Linked DNA regions of Macaca mulatta: region 1 is linked to region 2. A link is a contact called in public Hi-C data. All regions are on one chromosome and are shown on one strand. The core of a region is the stretch at or near the end of the contact, and the rest is flanking DNA. Distances in the headings are between cores, read along the strand shown. Region 1 has its middle 48 kb from the start of ZMYND8. Region 2 has its middle 55 kb from the start of TP53RK.

The links. Hi-C and Micro-C count contacts between places; a contact is called where the count stands out from the background.
Region 1: a Hi-C map of fetal cortex germinal zone shows a contact between it and region 2, with 6 times the contacts expected there. The contact joins two enhancer-like sites. A contact is called at or near these places in 2 of 14 Hi-C or Micro-C datasets (fetal cortex germinal zone and fetal cortical plate).

The regions. Positions count from the first base shown.
Region 1 is chr10:100,208,610-100,211,898 of T2T-MMU8v2.0, forward strand. No RefSeq gene overlaps it. Among named protein-coding and RNA genes, the nearest start is that of ZMYND8, 48 kb to the left of the region's middle. Within about 2 kb of position 1,457, at least 1 of the 40 cell types and tissues checked has an H3K27ac peak or open chromatin away from gene starts, as enhancers often do. A contact at or near this core is called in fetal cortex germinal zone, where this site is marked.
Region 2 is chr10:99,547,733-99,551,395 of T2T-MMU8v2.0, forward strand. No RefSeq gene overlaps it. Among named protein-coding and RNA genes, the nearest start is that of TP53RK, 55 kb to the left of the region's middle. Within about 2 kb of position 1,564, at least 2 of the 40 cell types and tissues checked have an H3K27ac peak or open chromatin away from gene starts, as enhancers often do. A contact at or near this core is called in fetal cortex germinal zone, where this site is marked.

The sequences.
Region 1 (3,289 bases), core at 207-2,706, 660 kb after region 2:
TGGAGTTTTGCTCTTGTCACTTAGGCTGGAGTGCAATGGTGCGATCTTGGCTCACTGCAACCTCTGCCTCCCAGGTTCAAGCAGTTAGGAACTTTTTGGGCTTTGGGCTTTAAATAGCAGAAACTATGATTTAGAATGGCTTACATGGCCAGGCACAGTGGCTCATGCCTGTAATCCCAGCACTTTGGGAAGCTGAGGTAGGAGAACTGCTTGAGCCCAGGAATTTGAGATGAGCCTGGGCAACATGGCAAGACTACACTCTACAAAAAATAAATTAGCTGGGTGTGGTGGTGCATGCCTGCAGTCTTAGCTAATCGAGAGGCTGAGTGGGAAGGATCACTTGAGCCCAGGAGGTCGAGGCTACAGTGAGCCATGTTCACACCACTGCATTCCAGCCTGAGTAACACAATTCAAGCCCAACACAGGACATTTTTGACAGGCTAGCGTCCTTTGCATCTGTGATTCACTTTTGTCTCATAAAAACAAAAACAAAAACAAAACAAACAAAAAACAGAAGAAAGGAGAAAAAGAGTGGCTTACATTTTTCCCCCCCAAAATCTGGAGGTAAGTATCTGCTGTTGCTGGCGGAACAATACCAGTACTGGCTACTCTGTGATCATCTTGGCTTTCTCTCTTGGTAAACAAGATGGCTGCTGCAGCTCCAGGCATCACGTGAGTATTCAAAGCAGGAAGAGGCAGGAAAAGGGCTGGAGCCAGTTGTGTCTCTCCCTTTTTTCAGGAAAGCAAACATTTCTTGGAAATCCAACAGCATAGTTGGCAACTGCAGTTGCAAAGGAACCTGGGAGAACAAATGTGAAGCTTTCCAGCTTCTAAAATAGGAAGAAGAATGGCCGGGCATGGTGGCTCACGCCTGTAATCCCAGCACTTTGGGAGGCTGAGGCAGGCTGATTACCTGAGGTCAGGAGTTTGAGACCAGCCTGGCCAACATGGTGAAACCCCGTCTCTACTAAAAATACAAAATTAGCCAGGCGTGGTGGTGCATGCCTGTAATCCCAGTTACTCGGGAAGTTGAGGCAGGAGAATCACTTGAACCCGGGAGGTGGAGGTTGCAGTGAGCTGAGATCATGCCATTGCACTCCAGCCTGGGCAACAAGAACGAAACTTCGTCTCAAAAAATAAATAAAATAAATAAAATAGGAAGAAGAAAAGAGTCACAGGTTAGGGATGGTAGTTGGCTTAGCTAGGAGGGTGTATCTGTCACAAGAAAGATCATAGAAGCCACAGTGTTCTAGAATATTGAAATCTCTTGTCCTCCTTTCAGTTCTTGCCCCTGAATGACAGACACCGCCAGAACTCATTTCAGGTCTATATGCATCCACAAGCGACTTAATAGTAATTCACTATGTGAGTTATTAAGGGTTATTAAAATGCAGCATTCGTGAACTAAAATTAGCCAATTTATCCATGCCTGTATTCTGCCAAGTCCTTCTGGCTGCCACTCAATGCTTAATGACCTTGCCTTTGCACGAATAGCTGAATCGGGTATGGGGTTTCCTTTTGAGGTGCTAAAAATGTTTTAGAACTAGATAGAGGTGGTGGTTACACAGCATTGTGAATGTGGTAAATACCACTTTGGTTAATTTTTCCTTATGTGAACTTCACCTTAATTTAAATGAAGGAGAAGGAAAAGGAAGAGGGAGAGGGACAGGAGACGCAGAAGGCAGAGGAAGGGAAGGAGAGAAAGAAAATCAAAGAACCGTAACAGTTATTGCTGGTGGCCATATGGAAAAAAACCCCATGCCGGGCGCGGTGGCTCACGCCTGTAATCCCAGCACTTTGGGAGGCCGAGGCGGGCGGATCACAAGGTCAGGAGATCGAGACCACGGTGAAACCCCGTCTCTACTAAAAATACAAAAAATTAGCCGGGCGCGGTGGCGGGCGCCTGTAGTCCCAGCTACTCAGGAGGCTGAGGCAGGAGAATGGCGTGAACCCGGGAGGCGGAGCTTGCAGTGAGCCGAGATTGCGCCACTGCACTCCAGCCTGGGCGACAGAGCGAGACTCTGTCTCAAAAAAAAAAAAAAAAAAAAAAAAACAAAAACCCCTAATACTTTTTTTTTTGTGGATGGAGTTTTGCTCTTGTCGCCCAAGCTGGAGTGCAATAGCGCCATCTCTGTTCATTGCAACCTCCATCTCCCGCGTTCAAGCGATTCTCCTGCCTCAGTTTCCCAAGTAGCTGGGATTACAGGCGCCCACCACCATGCCCAGCTAATGTTTTGTATTTTTACTAGAGGTGAGGTTTCACCATGTTGGCCAGGCTGGTCTCGAACTCCTGACCTCAGGCGAGCCATTCACCTCAGCCTCCCAAAGTGGTGGAATTACAGGTGTGAGCTACTGCGCCTGCCTCCACATTATTGTGGGTTTTTTTTTTTTTTTTTTTTTTTTTTTGAGACGGAGTCTCGCTCTGTCGCTCAGGCTGGAGTACAGTGGCCGGATCTCAGCTCACTGCAAGCTCCGCCTCCCGGGTTCACGCCATTCTCCTGCCTCAGCCTCCGGAATAGCTGGGACTACAGGCGCCCGCCACCTCGCCTGGCTAGTTTTTTGTATTTTTTAGTAGAGACGGGGTTTCACCGTGTTAGCCAGGATGGTCTCGATCTCCTGACCTCGTGATCCACCCGTCTCGCCCTCCCAAAGTGCTGGGATTACAGGCTTGAGCCACCGCGCCCAGCTTTTTTTTTTTTTTTTTTTGAGACATTGTTTTGCTCTTGTTGCCCAGGCTGGAGTGCAATGTTGCCATCTCGGCTCACTGTAACCTCTGCCTTCCAGGTTCAAGAGATTCTCCTGCCTCAGCCTCCTGAGTAGCTGGGATTACAGGCATGTGTCACCGCACGCGGCTAATTTTTTGTATTTTCAGTACGGAGTGGGCTTCAACATGTTGGCCAGGCTGGTCTCAAACTCCTGACCTCATGTGATCCACCCGCCTTGGCCTCCTAAAGTGCTGGGATTACAGGCGTGGGCCACCGCCCCCGGCAACCCTAATACATTATTGTTACAGCCTTTGGGCAAGGCCTTTTAACATTTCCATGGGGTAAGTTCCACTCTTGGGAACTAATGTGTAAGAATATGTGTGCAAGAAGATTTGTGCAATATTGCTCATCTTGGCAAAAATGGCAAACAAAGTAAATATCCATCCATACAGAGTTTCTGAAGAGATCACGGTATAGCCACGTCACAGAATATTGCACAGCCACTGAAATGCTCTTTGCCAGGTGGCCTGGAGGGATGTCAATGTGATGTGTTAAATGAGAAAAGCAGGATACAGAAAAATGAG
Region 2 (3,663 bases), core at 314-2,813:
TTTTTGAATTTTTAGTAAAGGCCGGGTTTCGCCATGTTGGCCAGGATGGTCTCCATCTCCTGACCTCATGATCTGCATGCCTCGGCCTCCCAAAGTGCTGGGATTACAGGCGTGAGCCACCGCGCCCGGCCAGCACTACACACTTCTAAACAATCAGCTCTGATGAGAACTCACTCACTATCACGAGAACAGCAAAGGGGAAATCCGCCCCCATGATCCGATCACCTCCCACCAGTCCCTCCTTCAACACCGGGGATTACAATTTGACATGAGATTTGGGTGGGGACACAAATCCAAACCATCTAAAAACCAGTCCTCTCTTTCAGCTTCTCCAACCTCCTTGAGCACTGGGCTAGGGATCACAAACCAATTTTTTTACCATTGCTTTTTGCAGTTCCTGCAGAGGTGGAGGGAAGGGTGCTTGCTACCCATTGGGTTACTCCTGGCGTTTGGAGCTTCAGCCAAATGGAAGACAGAAAGAGTCCCATCCTCACACCACGGCTCTCATTCATCCCTTCAACAGGTGCCTGGATCCTCCGGTTCCACTTCTCAGGGCGTTCTGCCTTGCAGCTCTGGCAGCTGTTGTCTCCAGCCCGCATCAACTCAAATATGGAAAACATCCACATTTTCTTTTAATTTTCTTGCCTCTTTCTAACAGTATCACTCATACAAGGCAGAGAGTCCCATAGACTTTCTGTGAGGGATGGAGTCACAGAAGCGGGCATCTGTTGCTTGGACACCATCCACTTCCATTCGCCCCTAAGGTGATAGCTCTTACGGATCTTCTCCTCAGGACCCCGCCCATCTCCTAGTTAGCCAATAAGAGCACCCCATCCCCACTATCCCAGCAACAATGATTGGTTCAGGAATGAGGGCGTGGCCAAAGCTAAGCCAATCAAAGCCAGTGATACTGGATCCTGGGACTCATTTTCAAATCTCGTAAGAAAAACCATTGGTACCGGATTGCTGAGAGAATAGGATATAAGGCCTGAACTCATGTCTGCGCTCATGCTACCAGCAAAGAGAACCTTGAAATCAAGTGTCCTGTATCCAGTACGTGCTTAGTAGTAGTTTATCGAGTGAAGGAAATAATGGGGAAAACATCTGCCAATGCAAGTAGTGCCAGTGCAATGACTCAAAGTGGTACTAAGTGCCCCCTGGAGAGGGCTGCATACACATGCAATTCCAAATCTAAGAATGTATCCCACAGATTCATTTGCACATGGAGCTATATCAGTGTTATGGTGAAAGGTTGGGCAGGTTGTGCACTGCCCAACATTAGTGTGCACCATTCACCCTCAGGCAGGACAGAGTGGGAGGAGATAACTTCGCTGTAAACCTTTGTGCCCTGTGTGAAGTTTTTTTTTTTTTTTTTTTACCATGGTCATATAAAGTTTCTTCAGAAGAAAAATTTTATATCAAAGCCGAAACTGTGCATTTACATTTCTTTATACATTGCTTGGCACATCAGCGCTCAGTATGTATCAGCAGCCATCGTTGTTATTTTTAAAGCTGTTTTGAAAACCTTACAATGTTATTACACCATGGAGACACACGAGGGCGCGCTAGGCATCTATTTAAAAAGCGTTTTCACAGCTGTTCTTGGAGGCTGTAATTTTGAGTGTGTACAGGAGATGGGTGGAAAAGTCTTGGGGGTCCCCTGTGGGTGACAAGGGCAAGTCTTAATTCCAACTTGGTCCAGTCTGCCAGCCTTGTCAGTGAAATACCAGGACTCCCTTCCTGAGCGCTCCATAGTGGAATCAGGGTGACAGTCCACTCTTTGTAGGTCCTTAGAGGAGAGAGCTGGCGCAGCGGGAGGACTGGCTCAGGGAGTCCCGGCTGCACCCGGACCTGTGTTCTCATCTGTGCAGCAGAAATAATCAAACCCACCTGCAGGGCTGTGGTGAGATTAAGCAGGGTCTCTCAGAGATCAAAAGAAGCCCGAACTACGTTCTACAGTGAAGAACTGAAAAGAGGAGAGGGAGAGACAAGGCAAAGAAAGCCTAAAACAATCACCAAAATTGAAGTCACTCTCACAAAGTTAAATTTTACAACTCACCCCTCTGCCTCATATACACGGCAACCTAACAGTGCCAGGCAGAGATGGTGGGATTCATGTTAAAACAGTAACTTACATGGTCTGATAGAAGGACCCAAGCTTGGCAGGGCATGGGGGCTCACGCCTGTATTCCCAGCACTTTGGGAGGCTGAGGTGGGTGGATCACGAGGTCAGGAGTTTGAGACCAGCCTGACCAATATGCTGAAACCCCGTCTCTAAAAATACACAAATCAGCCGGGCTTGACGGCGCGCACTTGTAGTCCCAGCTATTCAGGAGGCTGAGGCAGGAGAATGGTGTGAACCCGGGAGGCGGAAGCTGCAGTGAGCGGAGATAGCACCCATTGCACTCCAGCCTGGGCCACAGAGCGAGACTCCATCTCAAACAAAAAAAAAAAAAAAAAAAGAAGGACCCAAGCTTAGTAATTTCTTTCTTACTGCTTCTGCTATCAGTTCTGGCGGTGCTTTTGCATGACTTGGGTATAAGTTTATTCAATAAGGTTCTACGTATACACATAAGATAATACACAAAAGCATATGCGGAGGACTGCGGCAGACAGATTGCTGGTCTACTGGAAAGCCAGCTTCCCTCCTTGGCTAAGAAAATGCCCAGTTTGTTCCATGCAAGTCGGATGACAATGTGCTCAATGGAGAGATGCTTCAGCCCAGCCCCAGGGCATCCATTATGACTGGGCTAAGTCATTCCTTTCCCCCCAGCAATTGGTTTAGAGGCAGGCACATGACCTGGTTCTGGCCACGGAGACACAAGTGGATGTTTCCTGGGAGCTTCTGAAACAGAGTTTTTTTGTGTGTGATAAGATAGAGATACTTGAGAAACTTCTCTCCTGTTTATCTTATCTTTGGATGTTGTCAGAACGTCTGGAGCTGCAGCAGCCATCTTGTGAGCACAAGGGAAAGACCAAAGGAATTGTAGAGACCCTCGTATTTGTCTCTGACATAATTGAGTTGCCAAATTAGCCAGCCCAATTAGTGGCTAATTCCAATAATCCTGGAATTATCAAATTCAGGATTCCTTCCTTCCTTCCTTCCTTCCTTCCTTCCTTCCTTCCTTCCTTCCTTCCTTCCTTCCTTCCTTTCTCTCTCTCTCTCTCTCTCTCTCTCTCTCTTTCTTTCTTTCTTTCTTTCTTTCTTTCTTTCTTTCTTTCTTTCTTTCTTTCTTTCTTTCTTTCTTTCTTTCTCTTTCTTTCTGAGATAGAGTCTCGCTCTGTCACCCAGGCTAGAGTGTAGTGGTGTAATCTCGGCTCACTGCAGCCTCTGCCTCCCTGGCCCAAGTGATTCTCCTGCTCAGCCTACTTAGTAGCTGGGATTACACTGGGATTACAGGCACCCACCACCATGCCCAGTTAATTTTTGTATTTTTAGTAGAGATGGGGTTTCACCATGTTGGCCAGGTGGTCTCGAGCTCCTGACCTCCAGTGATTCACTTGCCTCCCAAAGTGCTGGTTTTACAAATGTGAGCCACGGCACCCAGCCCAAATTCAGGACTTCTTATTATATGACATACTTTCTAGGAAACTTGCAGTTTCACCTCTTTTAGATGATAGATTACTTGCAATCAAAGCGCGTTTGATGACACAAAGCCCATG